Linked DNA regions of Sus scrofa: region 1 is linked to region 2. A link is a contact called in public Hi-C data. All regions are on one chromosome and are shown on one strand. The core of a region is the stretch at or near the end of the contact, and the rest is flanking DNA. Distances in the headings are between cores, read along the strand shown.

Region 1 (4,172 bases), core at 738-3,237, 300 kb before region 2:
TCACACAGAGTGGACACTCAAAACCCTGCCAGCACTGCCTTGACTACATTACCCCCTTCAAAGGTAATTCCATTTATGTGTGATAAAAATCCTCAGAGAACTCATAAAAGGTCAAGTTTTAATTTGGCAGTCAAAGTAACCTAACAGGCACTGCAGCACAGGCAATTGAAACAGCAGCCTGGAGCCTGAGTCCCGAAATCCAACCAAGGCAGAGAAAAGGCAGAATCTCAGCCCTCAAAAAACAGAGATATATCCTCTCACTATAGACCTAAGATCCAAGAACACGAATAAAAATGAAAAAGTGTTCTCTAGACAAAAGTATTCTCCTTCCCCAAGTGATGGAAAAGAGGAGGGCCAGAAATGGGATGACTTGAAGCAATGGCCCAAAGAGTAAGCTCCTGGCAGCCAACATGCAATAAAGACGTGAAAGTGGCAGCAAGGCCAAAAAAAAAAAAATCACACCTCCGTCACTATAGCCACGAAGATCTAAGAACCTGGGTTACTCGGCCAAAAAAAAAGGAGAGATCGAGCCTGAAGAACAAGTAAAGTTCATCAGCTATCCCTACCACCAAATTGATCAACAGGGTTCCGTGTAAAATAGAGCAAAACCTTGCTGGGTTCATTCATTTTTGCAAGAGGCAGGCATTTAGTGCCTGCTGGGGCTCAGGCTCTGTTCCTGTCACTGAGGATTCAGTTAACAGTCATGGAGTTTCATTCTACTTAGGAAGGAAGGGAACTTCTTATCTATTTCCAATTCCCTTTTCCCTTCTCTTACCTATTTCCAATTCTCTTTTCCCTTCTCCCCCTTTAAATGTTAAAAGCACCTTCAAAAACTCCCAAATTCTTCCCACAAGCTTCTCGGACCCTCCTACTTGAATCCCCAAACCAAGCAGTTTTATGACTCGAACCTCCCAATACTGTGAAAAAAGAGACCTAAAATGAATACGGTATGAGGTAAAACTCAAATCTGCTTTGTATTTTATACGCATACCTTCACAATCGGATTGTCCGCACCCAAACAGCAAACGATGGCTGTGTTTTACACAATTTTGTGGATCACGGTTCTCGACCGAAAAGAGCTAATCAATAAACATTTGCTGAGAAGGCTGGAAGGTCTTCCTAATCCCAAGGCCTGGCACAGGAATTTAACAGCAAGCATTCCATAGCTGCATCCTCCCTCCTCTCAGGGCACTTTCCTTTAAAGGGTGACCTCGGGGGACAGGTTCACTGTTAGGCGCCTCGGGAAATAGTGCTTTAGGGCGATGTGAAATAAATTCCCTTCCCTCTGCCAGGGCCTGCCTGCCTCACCTGCCCTCTGCCAGGACCTGCCTCCTTCGCCCCCTTCAACACCTAACGCAGAGCCTCCTCCCAGCCAGCCGGCCTCCGGCAGCATCAGTCCAGCGCCCGCACCCCAGCTCCGCGCCCGGTGGCCACAGCAAGCTCGGGACCCGGGAGTCCCCTCCCCGGCCCCGGGGATCACAGCTCGGCGACGCCAGCCGGGGGCTGCGCTCCATCCCCTCGGATCGCCCCTCCAGGGCCGGGAGCGGCGGGGGCCAGGAGCGGCGGAGACCGCTCGCGCGGCGCCGTCTCCTCTCACAGCGCGCGCGGTGCTGCGGCCCCGGCTCCCAGGCTCAGTCTCCGCCGCTCCCGGCCCTGCACCCCCGCAGGCTCCCCAGGTGCGGGCGCTGCGCGGGCTCCTTCTCGTCCCTCGCGAGCGCGAGGCTCCAGCACCGCGCTCCTCTCCCGCAGCCAGCGGCCGCCGCCGCCGCCAACCCCCACCGTACTTACTTCTCGGCCGGAGCTGGGGGCGTCGAGAAGGTCTTCGGGGGCCGCAGCCTCCTCCGTCTCCTCCGGCCCGGCCCCCGCGGCTCAGGCGGCGGCGGCGTCCGCTCAGGCCCCGGAGCCGCCCCCGCGGCGAACGTTCTCAGGCGCCCGGCTCGCGCCGCTTCCCCGCCCGGCACGCGCAGCGAGCCCGCCCCCGGCGCGAGGGCGCGAGGGCGCGAGGGCGCAGGGCTGGGGGCGGGCACGAGCCGCCTGCGCGAACGCGCGGCTGGGGGCGGGGCTTCCGCCGCGCGGAGGAGGGGGCGGGCCAGCGGGCCTCATTCCCCTCGAGCCCCGCCCCCTACGGCCGGGTTCCGGGAGGGCGGAGGAAACTTGCCCCCTACCGACTTCGCCCGGGTGTCTGCAGCGGGCCGCGGAGGTGCATTTCTACTCCGTAGGTATGGGCCCCGCCACCTGGATGCTCGCCCCGACGTAACTACGAGGTAAAAAATGCAAAGAACCACCTCCACCCCGAATCATTCATCCGTGCCTGGAGCACGAGACCCTGCCCCGAGTGATTTTTCCAGATTGATTCAACCCAGCGAGCAGTTACTGAGCACCGACTCCGTGCCTAGCGCTGTAGCGCTGTACCAGGTGCTGTGTGGTTACATCGTCATCGTCACGGTCCCCGATCACAAGAAGCGCATAACTTAGTGGAAAAGCAGCCATGTAAACAACCAGGTCTGGTGACCCGTGCAAAGCCAAGCCACAGTGAGATGTTGTGGGAGAACAGAGGAAGAGATTACTTCCGCTTGGACAATGCTCGGGGGTTCTTGGAAGAGGTGGCATTTGTGTTCACCATGCAGGGAAGAAAAGGACGTACTAGGAGGAAAAAAGGGGGAGGGGACATTAAAAGCTAGGTAAACAGCTTGGACAAAGGAACGGAGAGTAAATAAAGGTTACCATCTCAGCATCAGCTTTTTTGCTTTAATATCCTTTTTTTTTTTTTTTTTTTTTTTTTTTGTCTTTTTGCTATTTCTTTGGGCCGCTCCCGCGGCATGTGGAGGTTCCCAGGCTAGGCGTCTAATCGGAGCTGTAGCCACCGGCCTACGCCAGAGCCACAGCAACGCGGGATCCGAGCCGCGTCTGCAACCTACACCACAGCTCACGGCAACGCCGGATCGTTAACCCCCTGAGCCAGGGCAGGGACCGAACCCGAAACCTCATGGTTCCTAGTCGGATTCGTTAACCACTGCGCCACGACGGGAACTCCTAATATCCATTTTTGATCAAATCCTGTCCAAACTGTGTGAGAAACAGAAGGTGGTGCCGAATGAGGAACAGCAATGCTTCTTTTAACAGTTCAAAGGATCATTTTCTCAACATTTTTTGAGGCTCCAAACACTTTAAAGACTCTTGATATGTTAGTGAAGGATGTGAATCTCTAAACCAGGAGAGCCCAGGCCGGTATGTTTTGAGTCTGGTTTTTCACTGTTTTTTGGCAACTTATGGTACATCGTGCCACCTCCTGCTGCTGTCTGCCTGCCTGCCTGCCTTTACAGCATCCTCTTCCTCCTCTCATCTCCTATTTTTAAACCTCTATGGTGAAGGAGATGCTGGAAACCAAGTTTGTTAAATTCGAGTAAACAGGTTCCTCAAAAAAAGTTGGCATCGTCTATCACACATAAATTTTGTGACTGTTTTGCATACATAGAAGAATTTTTCACTTGTGTGCAGGGTCTTAGCTATGTTTTGAATGTGTTAAGAAACACAGAATACAGGTAAGGGAGCTCTTGTTTACTCACTACTTACGGAGCACCAATTGTGTGGAAGGCATTGAAAAGGTGAAACATCGATCCTGCCCTTTGGAGGAAAGATGTGTAAATAATGTAAAATAAACATGTAAATGTGGCTTGCTCTGTTTGCCCTATTGATTGAAACCACAGTAATTTCAGTATGTGGTTTAGCCATTCTGGGAATTAACCACTTTTAATATATTCATATTAGCATCTCGCCACCTCAGTTCTGTATTTCTGCACCTCTCACATTCTCAGAAAACTTCTTTCAAGCATTTCAGTCCTCACTCTCATTCCCCAAATTGCCGACTTCTTTTACCTACTTGTCCTTTGCTGTCACCATCTATTCATGTTTGAGCTTTTCCTGCTCTAAAGAAAAAGGAGGACACCTCTGTCACTCTAGATCATGCTCTGGTTACTACTCCTGCCTTTTTATTCACAAATCTCTGCCAACTCAGCACCCTCTCAATCCCCAACCCATAGCTGTGTGGCTCCTGTCCCCACGATTTCACTGCACTGCTCTCAGGCTTCATCCTAAATGCTCCAGGCCATTTTTGAGTCTATTGCTAGGGCCCTTGGAGGCATTTAAGAACACAGAGCATGTCACTTTTTTTT
Region 2 (3,891 bases), core at 571-3,070:
TCCTCATAAGACATTCCAAACTGGAGAAAGAATGACTCATAGAGTATACGGTTTAAGTGACAAGAGCAATCACAGAAACAAACTGGAGAGTAAGATTATTAGAGAAGACAGGCAGCTTCAGAAATGAAGCTTTAGAGGTAGCTGGGGAGGAAGAGTATAAGACAAGTCTTCAAAAATGGGAGACTGAGATTCCCTGGTGGCTCAGCAGGTTACGGATCTGGTGTTGTCACTGCTGTGGTTCTGGGGTTACTGCTGCGGTGCAAGTGCCACAGGTGTGGGCCAAAAAAAAAAAAAAAAAAAAAAAAAAAGAATGGGAGACTGAAACACGATTACCCTAACTGCCCAAAAAACTAATTTTAATTACATATTAAATGAACAGGAATCCCCGTTGTGGTTCAGCGGTTTATGAACCCAAATAGTATAGACGAGGATACAGGTTTGATCCTAGGCTTCGCTCAGGCATTGCTGCAAGCTTTCAGTGTAAGTCACCAGGAGAGCTCCGATCTCGTGTTGCTGTGACTATGGCCTAGGCTGACAGCTGCAGCTCCAATTCACCCCCTTGCCTGGGAACTGCCATATGCTGCAGATGCAGCCCTAAAAAGATTAATAAATACACATTTTGCTGGTGGGGGGTGGGTTGTAAAAATGCAGTTTTTACTTCTCTCTATCTCTGTTTCTTGCTTTCAAGATGTCTCAGGGTTTTCTCCTGCAGCAGGCTGAACCAGCCCACCAAGTTCGACTACTCTGCCATCACACCCTAGGTGTGTTTTAGAGCCACAAAGCACCCAGAAAAAAGGTAGGGCAGGAGTATGAATATTTAAACTACAGAAAGTAATATTTAAACTACCTGAGGCTGAGGAGAGGGAAGAAAGGGTGTTAGCCATAAGAAATGATAGTCAAGGAAGAGGCAGCTTGGGGTTGGGGTTGGCTTCACTATCCTTCAGTTTGGGACGCTGGTGGTTCAATTCCGGCCGAAGGGAAGGGTCCCGCTTCCGTATAGTGCTCTTGGGCCGTCCTTACTCCGAAAGGTGGCTAAAGTTCTGGAGCTGGTTCTCCATGTAGAGCACAGCACCGAGGCTTCCACTTGGCGGGAGGTGCTCCCAACGCCCAGGTGATCCTCGGCCCTCTGTTCCTCGCCCTAGAAGGCAGATTACATCATCCCAGCTTGAGCAGCGCGGCCAGTTTTTTCCATTTCAAACTCCTGGTATCTTGAACGCCAACTCTTGCTCCTTAAGCAAACCGGGATGGAGCCGTAATGTTTCCCAGGCCATGACTAGCCACGAGGGACGGCACTCCTGAATGCGCCTCATTTTAGCTTAGAGGCTATTAAATGACCCAGGGCGCTGCTTTTTCTAGCATATACGGGCTATGGCTACACAGGAACACATGGCCACCCAAGCCGGTGGCTGCCCCAAGACTCTCAGCTCAACACACGCGTCAAGCGCGGCGAAAAGCATCCTCCGCTCAGCCGGGAGGGCGATCCCGGGAGGAAAACGGGGGGAAGTCAAGGGGCTACTCCAGCGTGCCGCGCCTGCGCAGTCACTAGGCAGCGCCTCCCCGCGGGGCGTGCTCACAACGCCGCGCACCCTATCAGGCGGCCACAGGGAGCGCGCCCGCGGCCTCGCCCTCTCTCGCCCCTCCTCTCTCTCGTCTCCGCCCGGCCTTAGACCGAGGCCCAGAGAGCTGGAGCTTCACTCTCCGCCCCCGCGTGCCCCCATACCCCCTGGCGCGCGTGCGCAGAGGCGGGCCGCAGAGTGAGGGCGCGAGGAGAGGGCGGGCGTACGTCCTTGCGTGCGTCTCAGGCAGCGCGCACGCCGGCGTGAGAGGGCACGGGGAAAAGGTGGCTCTGGCCGGGGCGGCTCGGCTTCCTGTGGCTATGTAGCTGAGCTTGTCGGCTCCGGGTCCTCCTTCGCTGCCGTCGCCGCGCCCTAGCGCGGAGCTGCTGCTGCTGCTCGAGAGAGAGAGAGAGAGAGACAGACAGACTGTCCTCACGCCTGCCGCGCTCCCTCGACGGCCGAGCTTGCTCTCTAGCCCGTGGGAGCGTCCCGGCCGAGCAGCCCTGAGGGGGGAGGGGAGGCCATTTTGTCCCGACCGACTCCCCGGAACCGGGCGGAGCGGCTGGGAGAGGCTGCGGAGCCGTGGTCGCCGCCCTCGAAGGCACCGGACGCCGCCACCGTCGAGGCTTCCTCGACGAAGCCGTTCCTAGGTCGCCCGCGCCCTCTCGAGCCCTCCTTTTTCCCACGCCTCCCCGGTCCTCCGGCCTGAGAACGCCTGAGCGAGGAGTTGTCCGTAGTGAGAGGGACTGATCCCTTGGGGCCGCCGGCGGCGAGAGCCTGAGCCGCTCCTCCCAATGGCGAAGAAGACGTACGACCTGCTTTTCAAGCTGCTCCTGATCGGGGACTCGGGAGTGGGGAAGACCTGCGTCCTTTTTCGTTTTTCGGATGATGCCTTCAACACCACCTTTATTTCCACCATAGGTAAGACCTGTGGGAGGATGGCGTACGGTCTCTGCAGCTGCAAACCGTTTCTTTAACTCCAGACATCTTGCTTCGCGTAATATACGCCTTTGTTTCAGTGATTCCGATTCCAAGCGACAGACCCAAGTTACTGTTTGAAAGCCTCGAGCTTTCTGGGGCGGGGTCTTCCCATGCTCTCCATCGGTTCTTTTCCTTTCAGGTCTCCCACTCTGCTCAGTGACTGCTGTTACAAAATATGCAGCATTAACAACGTTCCAGAACCCTGTTTCTTTAAACGACTGGGTTGGCTTTTTCCATGTTTGTGTGGCGTTACTAGATGTACGATATTTGTAAGGGATTTATTTTGATGGCTGGGAGTGAAGCAGTAGGAGTCATTTGGCAAAGGCCTTAATTCATATACTTGAGGGCAAAGAGAAGATTCCATATGGTCATAACTTAGAGTAAACTTAAGGGTTTGTGTGAGGAATAATTAAAGCAAATTAGAAAGGAAAAGCGAGTTGCCCCGCGTTGACTAATCCATTGATGTGTCAAACAATCGGAGGCTCTTCGTGCTTGGGGTGGGACTCTATTGGTATGTTGGCTCACAGTGCTTTTTGAGACATCAACAGAAGCGGTAAGCAAATGGAAGCTGATCAGTTTCTGTCCTCGATTCTGAAAGAATGAAGTTCTCCCTTCTTTTTTACACTGGAATTTACAGGGAATTGTTTGCCAGTCATAGCTTTAGGACTTCTAATGTACTTCCACCTCATGTTTCAGAATTATTTATTGTGAAAGTAAGAGCTAAAGATTGACCTTTTAAGTCGGTTTCCCCTTTGAGAAGAGAGAAGCCTGTAGGAAAGTCCCTTTTGATTTTGCTAAGAAAATTTAGTGGCATTAAAATCAATTTTGTTAAAAGAGTTGTATGTGAACCCCCCCCAATACCTTAAAGGGCACGTAGTTGTCTCTGTCAGTTGGGGCCCTGCACGCAGCCGTGGGTCAGTGCAATGAAAACCATGTTTAAGTGTAATTGGTTTTATGTTGAAACGATTTTTAAAAAGCAGCTGCAGTCCTCTTTGAACTCTGGGAATTGTCAAAACTAAACTGATTTCAAACAGTGTATATAGCATTTTGAATCATTGATTTGGATTTCTTGTGAGAAATATTTGTCAGTTAATTCTCAAAGCAAATTATGCTAAAGTTGGGCGAGGGATCATTGTAAATGGATTTTCATTTTACTCCCTTTTTGGAGGGGGGTGAAAGGTCATTGTAATCATTATTTCCTGAGTGTCATACTGTTCTCTAGACCTGTTATAAATTTGATGAAACTTAAAACTTGTTCTCTACTTGTGGGTAGCACTTCCTACCACTAGGTTTGCTTTTAATGTTACACTTTTAGCTGTAGCTGGGTGGGTCAGGTGGTTAGATAGTTCAGCAA

What was found. Hi-C and Micro-C count contacts between places; a contact is called where the count stands out from the background.
Region 1: a contact with region 2 is called in a Hi-C map of liver, with 6 times the contacts expected there. The contact joins the promoter of DTNB here to the promoter of RAB10 in region 2. A contact is called at or near these places in 3 of 47 Hi-C or Micro-C datasets (heart right ventricle, liver and mesenteric adipose tissue).

The regions. Positions count from the first base shown.
Region 1 is chr3:113,226,976-113,231,147 of Sscrofa11.1, reverse strand. It overlaps DTNB (dystrobrevin beta), which reads right to left and starts at 1,987. Exons shown (of 21, transcript XM_021087744.1): 1 at 1,789-1,987.
Region 2 is chr3:112,922,117-112,926,007 of Sscrofa11.1, reverse strand. RAB10 (RAB10, member RAS oncogene family) reads left to right here and starts at 1,820. Exons shown (of 6, transcript NM_001243060.1): 1 at 1,820-2,477. The coding sequence starts at 2,351.